Linked DNA regions of Cydia pomonella: region 2 is linked to region 1. The links are chromatin contacts, called in public Hi-C maps. All regions are on one chromosome and are shown on one strand. The core of a region is the stretch at or near the end of the contact, and the rest is flanking DNA. Distances in the headings are between cores, read along the strand shown.

Evidence for each region. A called contact is a pair of places that touch in the nucleus more often than the background predicts.
Region 2: a contact with region 1 is called in a Hi-C map of whole body, with 7 times the contacts expected there. The contact joins the promoter of LOC133521473 here to the promoter of LOC133521499 in region 1. A contact is called at or near these places in 2 of 2 Hi-C or Micro-C datasets (both in whole body).

Annotation. Positions count from the first base shown.
Region 1 is chr9:16,091,860-16,096,816 of ilCydPomo1, forward strand. It overlaps LOC133521499, which reads left to right and starts at 2,437. Exons shown (of 1, transcript XM_061856502.1): 1 at 2,437-3,326. The coding sequence starts at 2,492. The coding sequence ends at 3,235.
Region 2 is chr9:16,274,939-16,279,679 of ilCydPomo1, forward strand. LOC133521473 (elongation factor Tu) reads right to left here and starts at 2,449. Exons shown (of 7, transcript XM_061856452.1): 1 at 2,234-2,449; 2 at 1,680-1,880; 3 at 838-1,004; 4 at 1-232. The coding sequence starts at 2,273.

The DNA.
Region 1 (4,957 bases), core at 1,187-3,686:
CATTTTAATGGTAAAATCTAGATGAATTTACGAATATTTAGTCAAAATATAATTTGGCGCCCTATTATACGGCCACAAATAATGGATACTTACACGATAGATTCGTCAGCCCAGACGGGCGTATAAAAATCAGAAAAAATAGAAGAAACTACACAATGATGACTAAATTACTGTAAAATTAAAGTATTTCGCATTATTAACAGTATTTTCACCTTTCATGATTAAATTATCGAATAGAAAAAAAAATGAATTATACGACCATAAATCTCAAGTATTTTTCAAAAAATTTCAACCTATATGTCGGAAATTATTGTCGTGGTAAAGAGGCGTAACTACATAATTACTGCTTTTTAGAATACGTAGAACGAAACTAGGCATGACACATGAAACAGACAGTAATTTAAATACTCTATGCAAAATTGTAGAACAATCGGTACATTGTAACAAAAGTTATTCAGTTTTTTGTCTCTCCTGAAAAGTAGGGTTCTTGCTTATACGCCCCTTTAGCATGAAGCCCTCGATATATACTGATAACGATACAATAATTTACTACCATTGAGCTGAGGGTCTAGCCAAGGTGCCAATCGTTTGCGCCGTAGTAAACCTATCACTCTTCCATATTAATTGTGCGACAAAGAGACATTAGGATTTCGTTCGCTACAGCGCATAGATTGGCATCTTGGCTGGACACCCAGATCTGAAGATGGATTCAAAATATGGTTAGTTGACTCTGTACTGGCTACCCCTTGAGGGGAGTCTACTATACTGGTAGCTCAAATAATTTGTTTTGACTTTTTTTTCCTTCCTTGGAGGTAGGAATTATGTTAGTACCTACAGTTGGCAATAGGTAAATATGTTTTTAAAATAAATAAAAAATATATTTTGAAATATCATACGGCCTGCCTGATGGTAACCGGTTGCCGTAGCCCATGAACGCCTGCAAATCCAGAGGTGTTACATGCGCGTTGCCAACCCTAACACTCCACACCCTCGTTGAGCTCTGGCAACCTTACTCACCGGCAGGAACACAACACTTATGAGGAGGGCCTAGTGTTATTTGGCTGCGGTTTTCTGTAAAACGGATGTACTTGCCCAGCAGGGCTCTGCTCTAAATCTGGAATGACATCCACTGTGCTGTGCCCTACCACACTAAGCGAGATGACATTCACAGTGCCCATACCTCTCTTTTGGACGTAGTTTAAGGACATACCCGGGTCCAAAATGTTACTTAAATGCTTATCCCTGTTTCATATTACATTTTAAACAAAGATAAAAAAAGCAGGTGAGGATTTTTCTGCATTTTACAATACCTATAGTAGGTACCTATTTATAAGGTGTATCCCAAATACGTAGAGATAAATTTGCGATCTAACTTTTAAAGGCTCTCTTGATTTAAGATACTCCAAGAACTGCTGAGAAAGTGGCATTTTATTCACAAGAGTGGCAAAGGAATCAGATGCAAATTTTGTGTTGTGTCCTCATTTTGGCTGGTGGAATTGACTTTCAAGTGATGATTTTGAATTGACTTTCAAGTGATGCATTAGAATTTAATAACGTTTATTTGGATTTGAAGTGAAATGTTTTACAGTTAGTAGGTATTTTCCTTGTGTTGATGTGGTGAAAAATGTTGAGTTTCACTCGGTGGCAAAGTTTGTTTAACCCTTGTGCCTTAAAATCCTCTTAACGCTCAAAATTGGAATCATTGGCTTACTCGGGTATCAAATACAGCACGAGGGGTTAAACAACAACTTTTTCTATTTAACAAATAACTATTTTTCTTCGGACCCCTTTGTTTGGCATAATCATTGAAAGTCATATTATCATTAGTCATAACTCTGAAACCGTTAATTTTTCAGGAGGTTCCTTATTTTATCCTCCTGAAAAGTTACGCGTTTCTGAGAAAAACCAAATTATGGCTAACGAAAATGCGGGCAAACAATACATTATGACTTAAAACTTTATGGGAAACAATAGAGACCCATTTTTGTTTCGAATGTTAAATTATCAACGATTTTGTTTATGAACGTAATGTTTTGCCGCTATAATACCTAGTGTTAGTATTTACAAACAAAATGCGTACTTAGATAAACATGTAGGTACCTATAGTATTCAGATAAAGTCAATTGATATAATAATATTGATTGCTATTTAGATATTTAAGAACTATTTCTAACCAATTTATCACTTTTATCAGTATTGGTTAATGTTGTTACCCCGCAATATTCTTAAAATAATTGATAACTCTTTCACAATTTTCCAAGACGTGAATTTATCACTGACTCATCTAACAAACATACGTGCCGTCAACAAATCAAAAACTGAATCATGTAAAACTAATCTAAGAAATAACCTATCTTCATCTTGATATTTATGATGTAACGATGACAGTTATCAGTTACACTTCCTTTAAAATGCCGCATTTCCTGTGCAAGTCGTCATTCAAGTTACAAGTTTGTGAATCATTGGCCAATAAGTTAGACTTTCCAAAAAAATGTATAAGGAATTTGCGGTTCTCGTACTGGCTGTCGCCTCTGCCAGGGGACATCTAGCATGGCCTGGAGGTGATTATCAGGCAGTGCAGGGGCTCTACATCAAGCCCTCCGGCGATGGCACTACAGGAGACCTCTACGTAGCTGCCACGGAAGACAACGGAGTCAGCTCTCAGTGGTTAACCGACCAGCCAGTCAACTTCTTGGCAGCCGGATCACATCCTCAGCCTACCGCTCTTCCTTTATTTTCAACCCTATCAAGTAACGCTCTACCACTTGAGGAATCGACTAGTACTCAAAAACGTGCCGCAATCACAGGCCCGGCTGCAAAATATGCCTACGGTCTTCCTGCTGAATCTGGTTTTTCATCATATGGCTATGCTGGTATTCAGTCTCCCAAGTCTGAAGCAGTTCCGGCGACTGCTACCAAGCCAGAGGCTTCAACGATTGCCTCGGGTTCTGCTGTGCCTCAATATCCATACAATTACTTGTACCCCCATATGGTGCAGGCCGCCTACTCTAGCGCTTTGAAGGTTTTAAAAGATGCTGGTGTAGGTAGTGAGGATGCGTCTAACAACAATGCGATTGCTCCGTACCCGACATCCTATTGGCCTGCTTCCTATTACCCCATGCAGTACATAATGATGGACCCAACTGCTTGGGCTAAAAAGCAAGCCGCCGCTTTAACAACCACAACAGCTGCAACTCCAGTAGACTCTGATGAAGAAAATACAAAGCCTGAATGAAATCTTTAACAATAGTATAGTTTAATAATTTATAAGGATTTACTTTAATAATTTATTATTTCTCTATAATTTGAATAAAAGACGAAAATATTTGAGTGGTTTAATTATATTTTTAGTTAGCCTAAAAGCAACTAATCGTACCTAGCGATTAGTTGCTTTTAGGCTTTTATACTTTATCGGGGACGACCACGCGTGACCACGCCGAGACGGCACGTTTTACCATCGTCACGGCAAAGCATGACATCTAATTCATCTAAACGCATCCTTAAGAGGAAAAGAGACGATCGATTCTCCATACAAACATTGATATTGATGACAGAAGGGGTGAGATAATTAGTATGATTTAGGTATATATTTAGCTATATAGGCACTTAGGTATTTATAAATAAAACGACAGAGCTTTTGGGCCGTCAAATACGAACTGGTTTATTCATCGAGCTGTAAGTAGAGTGAACCTGTTTGTTTACATTATGGGGTCGTGACGGACCACAACCACAGGGCGGCTAATATTAATTTTGACATTATGGAAAAAAAATTACACAACTTGATGTAGTTTAGTCAAAGCTATGCCCCACCGTTTGATTTTTTCGATTTTTTATATATTATTATAAGAGTTAGGAAACGAAAAACAGGTTTCATACAAATTTTCAAAAGCTCCTTACTCTTATAATAAAGTAAAAATCGATAAAAATCAAACGCCCGACCGTTATGCTATGCTCAAAATACATCAAATTATCATAATGTTAATATCCAGAGAGGAAAATGAGGAGTACGTTTGTATGAAAAGGCGATTTCACGCGGGTCCTCAACTTTCGTCTTAAGAGGAAAGGGGACGGCCGCTTCTCCATTACAAACGTAGTCCCCATTTTACCCTCTGGATCTTGACATTATGGGAAATATTTTTACATAATGTGATGTATATTAACCATAGTTATGTTTGATTTTTTCGATTTTTTGATTATTGTAAAATGATGTGCGAAAAACATATAAGACGATTTCGCGCAGGTCCTCCACCTTCGTCTTAACGTATGAAGTAGTATTTAAAAACGAATTTTACATACGAGAAACTACCTACTTTACTAAATCGTATGTAAAAAGGTGAAAAACTTGAGCAAAGCCCTTCTTGCGTATTGTTCTACAGTTTGCAAAAAAACTCGTTATAGGTGCTCAGAGTTTTTGATTTAAATACATACCTACTTTCAAATTTATTTTTCACCACACCAACTGGTAAAGGCCCTCTTGATTATTCAAAAACTAATGAGAAAGTTGCATTTTATCCACATGTAATGTGGGGCAAAGTAATCCGATGCAAATTTTAAGTCGTTTCCTTATGTTAGCTGGTAGAATTGACTTTTAAATGATGATTTTGGATGATAAATATTTAATTACGTTCATTTGGATTTGATTTGGTTTGTTTTTTTGGTATATCATAGTTATTATTTTCCTCGCGTTGGTGTGGTGAAATGTTGTGTTTCACTCGGAGGCAAAGTTTGTTTAACCCTCGTGCCTTGAAACCCTCGCAGCGCTCAAAATTCTACTTCTCGAACCACTCGCTACACTCGTGGTTCAATTTTGGAATATTTCGCTTGCTCGGGTATCAATATTAGCACGAGGGGTTAAACAACAACTTTGCCCCCTTGTAAAACAAATAACTTTTTATTTTATTTTTATACTACGTCGGTGGCAAACAAGCATACGGCTTGCCTGATGGTAAGCAGTTTC
Region 2 (4,741 bases), core at 1,199-3,698, 180 kb after region 1:
GAATCTTATCACCATCATATCCCATTTCGGTCATCAGCTCCCTAATCTCCATCTCAACCAGCTCAACCATCTCCTGATCAGCCGCATCCACTTTATTGATGAACACCACAACATGTTGGATACCGATCTGCTTGGCTAACAGCAAGTGCTCGCGGGTTTGAGGCATGACGCCATCGGTGGCGGCTACTACGAGGATAGCGCCGTCCATTTGGGCTGTGCCTGTGATCATGTTCTGAAAGTGGAGCACTGGATGAAGCATTCCTCAAAAAATAATATAGTTATTTCAGTTGTTAAATTTTCTGTGAATTTTAAGTACTTTCTACTCTGATTATTGCGGGTCCCCACAGAGCGAGCAGACAGCTGAAGCATGTTTTCACTGGCCGGTTTGTGGGCAAGGAAATTGCCTCACATGTATGCTCGCTCTGTGTGGACCTGTCTAGTCACCAGCTCTATCCATTTCAGCAGGAAAAGGTGTCTCAAAGATTGCCATGCAATTTTCAACTGGAATTATGGTAATGCAATAGGAAGAACAAAAGGGCTTGTGATTTTGATTTTGAGTAGAAATCACAGTACATTACAGAAAATATCACAAATAAAGAAAGTGCCATTAAAAAAAGTACTCTCACATATTCAACAATCCTGTTTAAAAGAGTATTCTGAGCTATTTAAAGAAAAAAAAAAAGTGTTAAAGAGGAGGAATAATGAAAACAACATGTGTGAAGATATTTTCGATTTAGACAATCTTTGAAAATGCTGCAATCATTAATTATCTCTAAGATTTTTTTAGGCTGCATAGAATCTAGTATTTAAATAAAAATGGTTTTAACAAGCACAAACCTTAATGTAATCAGCATGCCCAGGGCAGTCTGTGTGGCCATAATGCCTGTTTTCAGTCTGATACTCCACATGGGCCACATTGATAGTAATACCTCGGGCTTTCTCCTCGGGAGCATTGTCAATGTCGGAGTAACCTTTCTTTTGGGCCAAATTGAGATCGGCTAATACTGTAACATTATAAATATTTCTTAATGCTTAGATTCTAAATACCATATTTTGCCACCATCATGACTAATATTTAATTTAGTTGAAACCATCATTTAGTTTTATATAGTTAAAAAGCTTTTTCAATGTTCACCTAACAATGGTGAGGTATAAAGCTCTGTTATCACTAGCTTGCCTGTTTTCAGAAATTTAAATAAGTAAAATAGTATGTAGTCTCACTCTTGACCAATGGATATGTGTACTACCAGTAGCCAGTTTTAAAATTTGGCTGAGCATTTAAAGCTCTGTCGCCCCATATCCACCTAGAACTGACTGCCAGATTGGTAATGCCATTATGCCATTAAGTGTAAGATGTAACATAACTTTCTTATATACCACATTGGTGGCAGATAATTATATTATATGGCGTGCCTGATGGTAAGCAATCACCATATGTATATCTTGAAACTGAGGGGGTGTTACATGCACATTGCCAACCCTTTGTTTGACACCATGCAATGTCAATTGCAAACAATATGGTGGGTCAAGTTGGCCTATCTGGGATAAGCATATATAAGTAAAGATGAAACCAATTGAATGGGTAACACTTTAAGGCCTCTCAGCTGAAGCAGTGCCTGAGTGTGTGTGCTTGACTATCTATAAGGGAACCCTTATTTGACTTATGAAAAAGAACATACCTTTGGTAATGGCAGCTGTTAGGGTAGTTTTTCCATGGTCAACATGACCAATTGTGCCAACATTACAATGAGGTTTGGTTCTTTCGAAGACCTGCTTCTCTGCATAGTTTCTTCGTAATACAATACTCAGAGGGCTAAGGCCAGGAAATCCTGTATTTCTGAGATGAGAACATTGCCCTTGTTTTAGAACTACCTTCAATGCTGAAAAGGTACACAGATTTTAGTGAAGTGCAGTTCAAAATTTAATCAATATCCTAACCTAAAAATTATCTAGAGTCACAAATAGTCAAAAAACAATGAAAACAAAGAAAAAAACGTTACTAATTAAGGCATCTATTATAATAGTGCAATGCATTAAAGACCAATCAGGTTGATTGATCTTTTACATAATAATCACAACCTTAACCATTACTCCGATATAGATATAAATGTATTTTAAATAAATTAACATTACAAGTATTGCGCAAGTAGCATTAGTTACGTCCTAAGATCATTAAATTAACGATATAAGCTACTGAAATGGTAAATTTAAAGAATTATTAACACTATCTTACCTGGGCTAACCAAACTTTTGGCAAAAGATAGAGTCGCCATTATATATTGGACACTGGTATGTGTGTATCAATTAAATAGTTGGTATTTATCGAAACACTATTTACCGACTTTTATTGAGAAAGCTCCATAAAAGCCCGGTAATAAAGAAAAGTTAGTTCAATTTTCCAATACTATTTCCATCTGACTTTTCCGACTGCAAATTAAAATTATCCATAGATATTATAGATTTGGATCATAGACTAATTAGACTATATTTCACGCATGGAGATATAAAGTGGAGCACACTCTAACTTTTTTTATTATAGTAAATTGAACCTTATCACCGAGAGAGAAAGGTGTTCTTATCAGACTAGAGAAAACGGTCCACTTGAGATAGCAAAAGTGGGGCGCGGTATCTCACTCGCCAATTTACCAATGTTAAAAACATACCATTGTGGTAGTATTTATATCAATATGCTACTGAAATTAAATACTGTCTTATACTATTTTAGAGCTATATAGAGAGTGCGGTTCTCAAATCTTTTAAGTAATTTGTAAATAATTATGATGTCAATATTATTAACTGATTAAACCAAGCATGTGCACAACAAAAAAAAACATTAATTTTAATATGTCTACTTGTAGAATCTTTGAATAATAATTGGTATCCCCAACTTGATGACATATTTTCGTGATATTTCCAAAATACGTAAATGCTGGGGCTCAGCATTTAATTGCGAAACATTTTTAAAAAATGGGTAAAAAATGTTGTGTGACAGGTTGTAGCAGTGAAAGTTTTGCTGATTGTGGTATATATTTTCACAGGTGAACCACAATCATTCAATTTTACGATAAAAATACATGACGATAATTGTCAAACTCATTAGGGTGACCATGATGTCGGCACGATGTAAATCAGTTTTACACAATTCTTATTACGTACTTAAGTAAGTTTATCTAATTAGGTATGTCTTTATTTCAGCATGGTTAAATTGGTGGAATGATAGCTATTACACAATAATTAATTGCCAAAATTGAAATCTAAGTCCTTAAACATTCCAGACTAAGTTCTTACATTATATTTTAATACTGAAACATTATATATATAAGTAATCGATTCGATATAGGTTGGAAACACATTAACGTCAGTAGAAAAAGGTGGCAAATTTGAAAACTAGTTGCAATCACAGATCTACGATGAGACATACCATGGGTGTGAATGAGGCAGACTACAAATGAAAAAACGTGACCATTTTGAGTTCGACAGTGGCGGCTAACGGCCGCTATTTATTCATTTTCAAACACATGTCCGGCATCGTAACATATATCTTAAGTATTTTAATCAGAAAATATAAATCTCATCCACATGGAATCCAGTTATTAGTATGTGTAAGCGAGAACGAATATTGGCAGTCGATAAATCGGATATCATTAGTGTTGTGTGTCGACAGAGTAATATCCCTAGTGCTCAAAATGTTCAATAAACAAGACCAAATGCGGGTAGTTCGAAAAATTCGCACGGCTAGAAGATGTTGATGTTAACTTTAGCCAGTCTTCTCCGAGACCACGGGGACAACGCAGTCCTCGAAATGTCGGAGGTAAATTTAAAACTTAATGCATGACGATTAAGTCCCGTTTATATTAGTTACTAATTTATATAAGAAAGATGCTCGGAATTTGCGAACTTCGGCGTTCGCGGTAGGCTCACCTCTAGCAAGCTCCGTAATATTATCGTAAGAAAAAGAATATGGGTGTGTAATGTTTTTAATAATAACAATTTGCGAAATTTCATTTTTCATAATTTGAATTGCATAATTTTGATATGCAGAAATTATGATTTGGTATAAAAACAAATACAATAAAAACGAATTGCATAATTTCGAAAGTAATTATAGTTTAGTAGCATAGTAATGTATTTGCATAACAGGCAACCAGTATAATGTTCACTCTGTATACTATATTATACTCAGAACGTTTTTATTCATGAAAACCAACAGCATAATATTGAAGGTGTGGTTTCACAATCAAACCTCGGCAAATCGTTCATAAACTTTATTTATTTGATTGAGTTTGCTGAAAGTTTAACCACACTGAATTACTAATTAATAAAAAAAAACTTAAACATTATATTTGCATGGAACATAATCGATTTTTCTAAGCGTCAAACTGACCTACATCCGTACTTTACGTCTGTTGACATATATCATTTTACCGCAAAGCAGCGGCCAGTGTGAGTTGGAACCTCTGTGGTTCCTAAGGGATTCAGATAAACTTCATATAAACGCCTAGTGAAAATGAACAAGCAAAAATACAATTTCCGAGACATATGGTTCTGCCCATATAGTCGCAGTTCTACCTAACACTCCTCCTCGCTTCGCTCGTCGTCGTACCTAACGGCGACCAGCTTTGACGTTGAAAAGGTAGATTGTTGTATAATTTTATAGTTTGATTGACACCAAGTATAGTTTGACGACCGGTTTGGCCTAGTGGGTAGTGACCCTGCCTACGAAGCTGATGGTCCCGGGTTC